Regions from separate parts of the Oryctolagus cuniculus genome. Here regions 2 and 3 are each linked to region 1. Evidence: chromatin contacts called from public Hi-C and Micro-C data. All regions are on one chromosome and are shown on one strand. The core of a region is the stretch at or near the end of the contact, and the rest is flanking DNA. Distances in the headings are between cores, read along the strand shown.

Region 1 (2,655 bases), core at 103-2,602:
GGTCCCAGAGAAGAAGGGGAAGGAAACATAACGTGGGAAACCCAGCAAGAGACAGCTTCTCTCTCCACGTTCAGAAAGGCAGGGGAAGGCAGGTTTAAAGTCAAAAGCAACCCGAGAACGCCGCCTCAAGTTTTCCTTCCCCGCTGCGGGCAGTGCACAGCTCCCGAGGGAAACGCAGCAAAACAGACACTTGCTACACACACACACACACACACACACACACACACGAGAACGAGAGAAGAAAACAACAAAGAAAGCCCGGCAAGGGTGGAAGGGGGTACACGAGCCAGCATTTTTTGGACAGTGCTTACACAACTGCATGGTCCGAAAAATGTGCCGGCTAGCATTGCAACTTTTCAATATGCCTGTTTTGACAGCTTTCCACCCATCCAAGCCCTAAGAAAACAGCCTCACCAGTAAGGCTTTGCCGTCCCGGGGCTCGAGGCGGGGGTTTTAAGCCTCGCGATGCCCACAGGGGGGGCCCTAGCTGTCCTTGCTGACAGCGCCCGGAGCACAGGCTGGATGGAGGTCTCTTCAGCCCGGGGTCCGGCCTGCGCGCCGCAGCTCCCCCCACCACCACCCCAGGAACCTCAAGTCAGCAGGCCGTGCCCCCGACCCGTGTCCCAGCTCAGCCTCCAGCCCTCGCGGCCGGACACTTCCAGGGGCCGAGGGGCAGAGGCTGCGCGCGGGTCCGGGTCGCTCCCCGCAGCCCAGGCTGCCCGGCCTCCGCGCGCGCACAACAGGCGGCCCGGCACAGCCCCGCCAACAACGCGGGGCTCGGGTCCCAGCCGGCGAGCGAGACGGACGGCGCCAGGAGCGCTGAAATCCGGGGGCCCGGGAGCGCAGCCCTCGGCCCGGCCCGGCCCCCCGCCCTCGCCGCCCAGGCGGCCCCGCAGCTCCGCGCCTCCCCCGCGGCCCGGCTGCCCCGGGGCCCCGTCCTCCCGCCTCAGCGTGGGCGAGCTCCGACTCGCGGAGAGGCGACCCGCCCGCCCGCCCGCCCGCTGCCCGACGCCCAGCGCAGCAGGAAGGCGAAGAAAGACGCGGAGACCGGGCTCTGCCGCGCCGGGACTCCCGACTTCCGAAACCCCGCCGAACCCCGTCCCGGCGCCGCCGCCGCCCCGGGCCGACAGGGGGCACAGCGGGCGGCCCGGGCGTCACGGCCGGGCTGGGTGTGGGGGAGTCCAGGAAGGCCCCAGGCGCTCGTACCTCGGAGAAAGTCCCGAGCACCGGGCGTCGGACTCTCGTCAGCCCCAGCGTCTTCCTGCCGGCGCCGAACCTACCCAGCTCCTCTCAGAGCCCGGGCCAGAGCAGCCACAGGAGCGCCCCGCCCCCCGCCCACGCCTCCGCCACGCCCCCGAGGCTCCACCCCCGGCCCGCCCCTGAGGCCCCGCCCCTTTCCGCCCCGAGGTGGCGGCAGAGGCTGCGGAGCCGCAGGAACCCGGCGCGGATCGCGCGGTCGCACGTGGAGCGCCGGCCCACCCCACCCCGCCCCGCCCCGGATCCTACCAAGCGTACTGCGGGGGGCGATGCGGAACGTCCGCGGCGGGAGCGAGCGGAGGAAGCCCCGATTCCGGGGTCCTGGGCCACGAGACGAGCGTCACGTGGACCCGCGGTGTGGCTCTGCAAGTGGCGGCCTTGCCCCGTGCGACAGAGCCTGGGCGCCAGGGGACACTGTTGCCTCCCCTCCCCCCGCCTTCTGGCCGAATGGTGTATCCCTCGCGGGGCCTCTGCTCCTCTGGGACGCTCCTTAAGCTGGCCGGTCGCGACGGCCGGGGGCGGCTGTTTGGCTTGGGCTTCGTTTGACTAATGCCGTGGAACTGAGGGGAGGCCTCTCTGTGAGGAGGCGGAAGAGGTTTCGTGACTCCTCTCTCCCCTCGCGTCCTCCTGCCCTCCCAGCCCCGGGGACGCCGCGCGTCGCGGGTCTGGCTGGAGGGGCGCCGCCGAGGAAGCCGAGCCTCCCCGGCTAACGCCGCCTCGCCAGCCCGTCGGGGAGACACGGGCTGTCGGAGATACTTAAGCCCCCTCCCGGTGGGTGGGGCCGGCGGGAGGATGCTGTGATAACACTGAGACACCTGTGGGTTCAGCCCGCCCGCCTGCACCTGCTGCTGCGGGCTGCACGCGTGGGGGAGAGACGCCGCCCCGGCCCAGACCCCAGGCCCGCGGCTCGCGGAGCTCCAGCTCCCGGGCCGGGGCCCTCCTAGGGCTTCCGTTGACTTTTCTGACCCAGTGACCCCTGGCCTTGCCGGAGGTAACAGAGACGCCCCTGCTGGGCCGTTTACTAAAGGGCCGAGCTGTACGACTGTCCTGCTCTGCCAGCTGGCTGAGACGGACGAGGGCCTGAGAAAGCGCAGGATCCCTAACCCGACCTATGCTAACAGAAGCCAACTTTAAAATTGCCCTGCTCCTTTGATCCAAGCGTAAAACGTGAAGCTGGCTGTCACTGGTTGAAATGATGCCTTGTTTGCATGCCAAAGAAACAGAGTTTGTATTCATTACAGCTGAAGCTCGCTTGGAATGATTGCCTCGTTCAGGCGCTGTACCTCAGAACCCAGGGTTAGGAACTCATCTTCTGTCTTCACCATGGGTGATTCCTTCAGAGGCAGGCAGTTCACAAGGATACTGCACTCAGGGCTCAAAGTTCTCACTCCGTTGTGG
Region 2 (2,655 bases), core at 52-2,551, 360 kb after region 1:
AGTAACTACTGATGCAATTCAGTACAAGCCGACAGAGGGTCTACGCAAGCGCGGAGGCTTGAGACCAGGAAGACGTGGCTTATTCCAGGAACAATGAGGACCGCTGTGCTAGCGCCTCCAAACCATGCGGGCTCCTCTGGGTCCTCCGAGCCCCAGGGAATGTCCCTTGACACCCTTGTCATTAGACGCAATGGCAGAGGCCCCAGCCGTGTAACCACTTGGCCGTGCTCCATTTGAGTGCCTCTGTGTCTCCTATCTCAACAGACACGCCACGCCACGCCATGCCACGTCAGCTCTGCTGGTTCCCAACTCTGAAGTCATGCCTCAGGAGAACAGAGAAAGGCCCGCCACTCTGCGCACAGCTCAGAATCTGTTTCGGGGGTCACCATCCAGATTGGCCAAGAAGGTCCTTTAGGGAGCTTCCAGCTGACTGCTTCCCCGTGTCCCAAATGGGAGCCAGCAAGGAGCCCTTTGGCCCTCTGTCTTCCTCCTGGTGTTCCACAGACTTTCCTCTCAGTAGGCTGCAGCCAGAGGAAGCTCAGAATACCTAACTGACCATCTCCCTCCTGCCTGGCTCTCTTCTCCAAAAATCCTAGCCAAGCTGGAAGGCAACCTTCATTATCACGGCCCTCATGTGCTCACCTCCAGCCTTATCACAGGGCATTAAGAGCAACACAATAAACACCCTACCTGTTATGGGAGAGATTTATATTCTATGTGCCCAGCCTAAGTAAGTGGGAACTAAAAACATTCATAAAACTCTTTCTCTTTCTAAAAACCCTAGCTTTCAAAGCCACTCTTTTTGCAAATCCCATTTTTGAATATCAGAAGCCAAATCTCAACTCTTTCTTCCAGTCTGCATTCTTTTATCCTCTCTCGGAGGCAGATACACTCGGTGGAAAAAAGGCAAAGCACAGATCTTTCCAGACCATGGCCATCATTTCCCCCGCTGGGTGAGAGACAACCACAGCTTGCTAGCTGATGGAAGTGGACAGAGAGTAAGAGTGAAAAAGACACCCAAGCAAGTTCAGGAGACACACGTTCTGGAGGAAAAACTAATAGAATTGCCTGATGGGTTCAGTGGCGGGAAGCAGACAGTAGTCCTTTTCACTAGAATGGAGAATCCTGGAGAAGAAATGGATTGTAGGGGCAGTGTGTGTGTGTGTGTGGGGGGGGTAGGTGAGAGGGGAATTCTGGGTTGAACTTGGACATTTGAAATGCCAGTCGGACACTCATGTGGCAACATTAACTAGGCACTCCAAAGAGAGGTCAGAGATGCAGCCTAAAAACAGCAGTCACCACACAGGTGGTACCCAAAGTCCATCCACAGAGGGCACCAGGCTTGAACCTGTCTGAGGGTCTACCCCCAGAAGGCAAAGGAGGAATAACCCCAACACTATCTCCAGGCAGGCTCTAGCACAACTTTCAAGATCCAAACTCAGGCACCACAAGCTTGTATTGAATTGAGCAACCGCCACAGAGGAGAGAGAAAAATGCGCATGTTGGAATGAGGTTATCATTACTGCACAGGCTTTGAGTCCAAGGAATGTTGTAAGTACTTATGTGGGACCAGTCATGATGAGAAGACTCCCAGCAAAGCAGGAGACCAGCGAGAGACAAAGCCTTCTCTCAAAGCTTTGACTCTGCCATCAACAAAGGACACTGCAATGCGCCAGTTGTTCAGCCCACCTGGAGAGCAGGCCCTCTAATGATGAAAAATGACCTACACTTTAGTTTTTGGTTATGCACCCTAACATTTTGTTGTGGAGTAGGAGTAAGGAGAAAAGAACTCATAAACCTCTCTCCCTTAATGGATGGGGCTAACACCATTTCCAAGAATATTTTCAAGGAAATAGCCCCACCTGCTGAAACAAATTTCCCATTGGCCTGGAGAGGAAAAGGAGAGATGATTTGAGGGCTTTTGCAGGAATTACGATTACTCCCAGTTATAACCCTCTTGCTCCCTCTAGAGGTTGATGTCCTGAATAGCAACCTGTAAAAGGAAAAAAAAAATCACTGTATCTTTCTTTACCACTACAAGATGTCATTATTTAAATACAGAAACAAAATAAAGGCAAAACATTAAAACTCCACAGACACCGTCCACACACTCTGGAATTAGAATCCCAAGAGGTGCTTTGTAAGCAAAGCCAGACATTGGGCACTTACGGCTTCTCTTATACAATGGGGAAAAGCAAGAGACTGCACTGGCCCACATCAGCCTATTGTTCCAAGCGACTGATGTTTATTCTGGGAACGGGAGGGTGTTTTTAGGATGGTGTTCCTCCTCACATCAGGGTGAAGTCATTCCAGAACACCAGTGTCTAGACTTTTGTTTCAGGTTTCCTGAATTTTAAAAAGAGAATAGTGTTGTTGCCAAGTAACAATGATGTAGGTGCACAGGAACGTTAAATTGCCTCATAATTCCAATGAATCTGCTCTGGCAGTGATCACAATATTATAATTCATCTCCACAGATCCAGCAGTTGGGTTATGGGAACACAGCCAGGAGCCACAGACAACAAAGCCTGCGGAAGCTGGGGCCCCCGAGGCCATGCCCCACCGGTTCCACAGGCGGTTCCGAGGCAGTGCGGGGACTCATTGTCGAAAGCTTCCTTCCAGCCTCAGGACTGTACAACAGAACGGACTCTGAGA
Region 3 (2,655 bases), core at 95-2,594, 310 kb after region 1:
GGTTCATCTGTATGTGGACCCGGACAAACGGTCAGTTTGAGCTGGGCTTCATTTGCAACCAAACTGATCTACCAACTCTGATTAGGTTGAGTACAGTGTTCTTAGGTTTGTGGGGCTACAGCCCTTTGACAAGCTGACATCGGCCATGACCCCTATCCTCAAAAAAGTACACAGACACCAAAATTCCCAGAAAACTTAGGGGTGACAGGGCCATGGACTCCAGACTGGCCAGGCATTGGGGTAGGACGGTCCTGGGTTCAAACCCTACCTTGGCCAACAGCATGATTTTGGGTTAACTTATTTAACTCTTTGGAACCTCCTTGGATTCCTCTAGAAAGTGACCGTACCTGCTTCACACTGTTGTAAAACTTAAATAAAACCATGGAAGGCCACAAGCTAGGACCTGGAGCAATCAAAAATGCTCACAGCAAGAGATAGAACATGCCCAAAAGAGAAGCCACGACCAAGCTCAAAACAGAAAGCAGTGAGTGGGGACTGGTCCTGAATTTGGGGACAACCTGTTGTGAGAAGAGGATCTGGGGCAAGACACAGCTTTCCCATCTGAGAAGTGCCTAGATGGGTCCGAGGGGTACTGTGGGGTCAAATAAGAAAAAAAGGACTTGACCCACCTGGGGCAGAACAGGGAAGGTTTTGTTGACTGTGAAGTTTTTATTTTTTTAAGCAAATTAAAAAGGGAATAAAAAAGATCTATTATTACTGCAATCTATATACTTGGAATCATAAGAGAACAAAACCTTAGCAATTTCCCATCCCAGCCAAGCGGGAGTGAGTCATTGGGCTATCCCTCTACAGGCCAAAACCCCAGGTTCTTATTAAAAATCAGAGAGAGAGGGAGAGAAAGCTGAACTCTGCAGGTAGTGGCCACCCTGCCCACTGTCCCTCCCTGCTGCACAGCTCACGTCCCGCTGCCCAGCGCCCACAAGGCCTCCTGCAGCCAGAGGCTCGCCCTTTGGCTCACAGCGCAGCACAGTCATCAGGCCCTTCCAATCTGCCTGCTGACTTATGACTTGGAAACAACAGCAGGGATGGAAAACCCGGGGCCGAGCCAGGAGGCGCACAGAGCTGGGATGTCACCGAGGCTGGACTGCCCCTCTGCTGGGCTTTCCCCGCCGTTCTCCCCTCCGCCTCTCGCTGCCTGGCTTTTCTTTCTACATCCGTTCCCCCTTACCCAGCTTTCTGAGGAGGCCCGTCGCAGACGCAGGCTGTTTGAGCACTAATGCGATCCTATCATCGCACGTCCTGCACTGATCCCGCTGTGAGGACACGAAGCGAGTCTCAATAACACCGCGCAGTGAACGGACCCCCTCCCTGCTGGTGGGGGGGCAGCAAGATCAGAGTGGAAGCGAGCAGGGCCCACCCTGACTTCTTAGCCCCTATACATCAACTTTTCCCATGAGCCTCCTCCCTGAAGACTTCTTCTCAGAGTTCTGGGAGGCATAGGGGGAGCCACAGAGGAACAGGACAAGGTTAAGAGCTGCTCCGACTTCCTCTGCCACACTAGTGATGACTCAGCGATGAAGTTCTGCTCCCTTCTAGAAGGAATGGAGGCCCAGAGAGCCCACTGCACCTTGGGCAAGCACCAAGCCAGCCAACACGTCTCAGGGAGCGAGAGAGCAGACGCAAACACGGTTGGCAGCAAGAAGGGCCAAGCCGCAGCAGGGCTAGCGGCAGTGCCCACGGCGGAGAACCAGCCAACGGCAGCCACAGAGGCGCACTCAGCTCACCAGGGAAAAGTCTCAGCCACGGCCAAGGCGAGGGTGGCTGCTCTCTGGAAGTGGCCGTCTTATCTGCTGCGCGTCCCGAGCCAAGACCGCACGACCACGACGCCCAGGTTCCAGGAGTGACGGGCAAGCACCGGAAGGAACAGAAAACAAAAGCTTCAAGGAACATTGAAACACGGGCCATGAGAGACCCTCCTGTAGCTTCGGAGTAGCAAGATTCTACACACAATCCCTGGAGGTTTCCTAAACGGCTGAGCCCAACAAAGGGAATATTTATTTAATACTAATTAAGATTTCTATTCATTTCATTTTATTTGAAAGGCAGAGAGTCAGAAAAACACAGACCTTCCACCTGCTGATTCACTCCCCCAGACACCTATAATAGCCAGAGCCAGGCTAGCAGAAGCCAGGCACCCTGAACTCTGCCCCGTCTCCTGTGAGAGTGGCAGGGAACCAAGCACTTGAGCCATCATATGCTGTGTCCAAAGGTGCATAGTCACTGGAAACAGGGTGGGAAGTAGAGAAGCCAGGACTCAAACCAGGCTCTCTGACATGGGATGTGGATGTCCAAGTGGCACTTAATTGCAGTGCCAAACGTCAACCCTAAAATATACTTTTTAAAAAACATTTATTTATTTATTTGAAAGACTTACAGAGAGAGAAAGAGAGGTAGAGAGAGAGAGGTCTTCCATCTGCTGGTTCACTCCCCACATGGTCGCAATGGCAGGAGCTGCGCCGATCCAAAGCCAGGAGCCAGGAGCTTCTTCCGGGTCTCCCACATAGGTATAGGGGGCCAAGGACTTGGGCCATCTTCTACTGCTTTCCCAGGCCACAGCAGAGAGTTGGATTGGAAATGGTGCAGCCGGGACTTAAACTCACACCCATATGAGATGCCAGCACTGCAGGCAGTGGT

The links. A called contact is a pair of places that touch in the nucleus more often than the background predicts.
Region 2: a Micro-C map of ear pinna shows a contact between it and region 1, with 6 times the contacts expected there. The contact joins the enhancer-like site here to the promoter of FRMD6 in region 1. A contact is called at or near these places in 4 of 6 Hi-C or Micro-C datasets (ear pinna, embryonic fibroblasts, psoas muscle and 1 more).
Region 3: a Hi-C map of psoas muscle shows a contact between it and region 1, with 1.9 times the contacts expected there. The contact joins the enhancer-like site here to the promoter of FRMD6 in region 1.

Annotation. Positions count from the first base shown.
Region 1 is chr12:24,599,531-24,602,185 of mOryCun1.1, forward strand. It overlaps FRMD6 (FERM domain containing 6), which reads right to left and starts at 1,353. Exons shown (of 14, transcript XM_051822842.2): 1 at 1,207-1,353.
Region 2 is chr12:24,956,075-24,958,729 of mOryCun1.1, forward strand. No RefSeq gene overlaps it. Among named protein-coding and RNA genes, the nearest start is that of TMX1, 44 kb to the right of the region's middle. Within about 2 kb of position 1,302, at least 3 of the 8 cell types and tissues checked have an H3K27ac peak or open chromatin away from gene starts, as enhancers often do. A contact at or near this core is called in ear pinna, where this site is marked.
Region 3 is chr12:24,911,062-24,913,716 of mOryCun1.1, forward strand. No RefSeq gene overlaps it. Among named protein-coding and RNA genes, the nearest start is that of TMX1, 89 kb to the right of the region's middle. Within about 2 kb of position 1,345, at least 4 of the 8 cell types and tissues checked have an H3K27ac peak or open chromatin away from gene starts, as enhancers often do.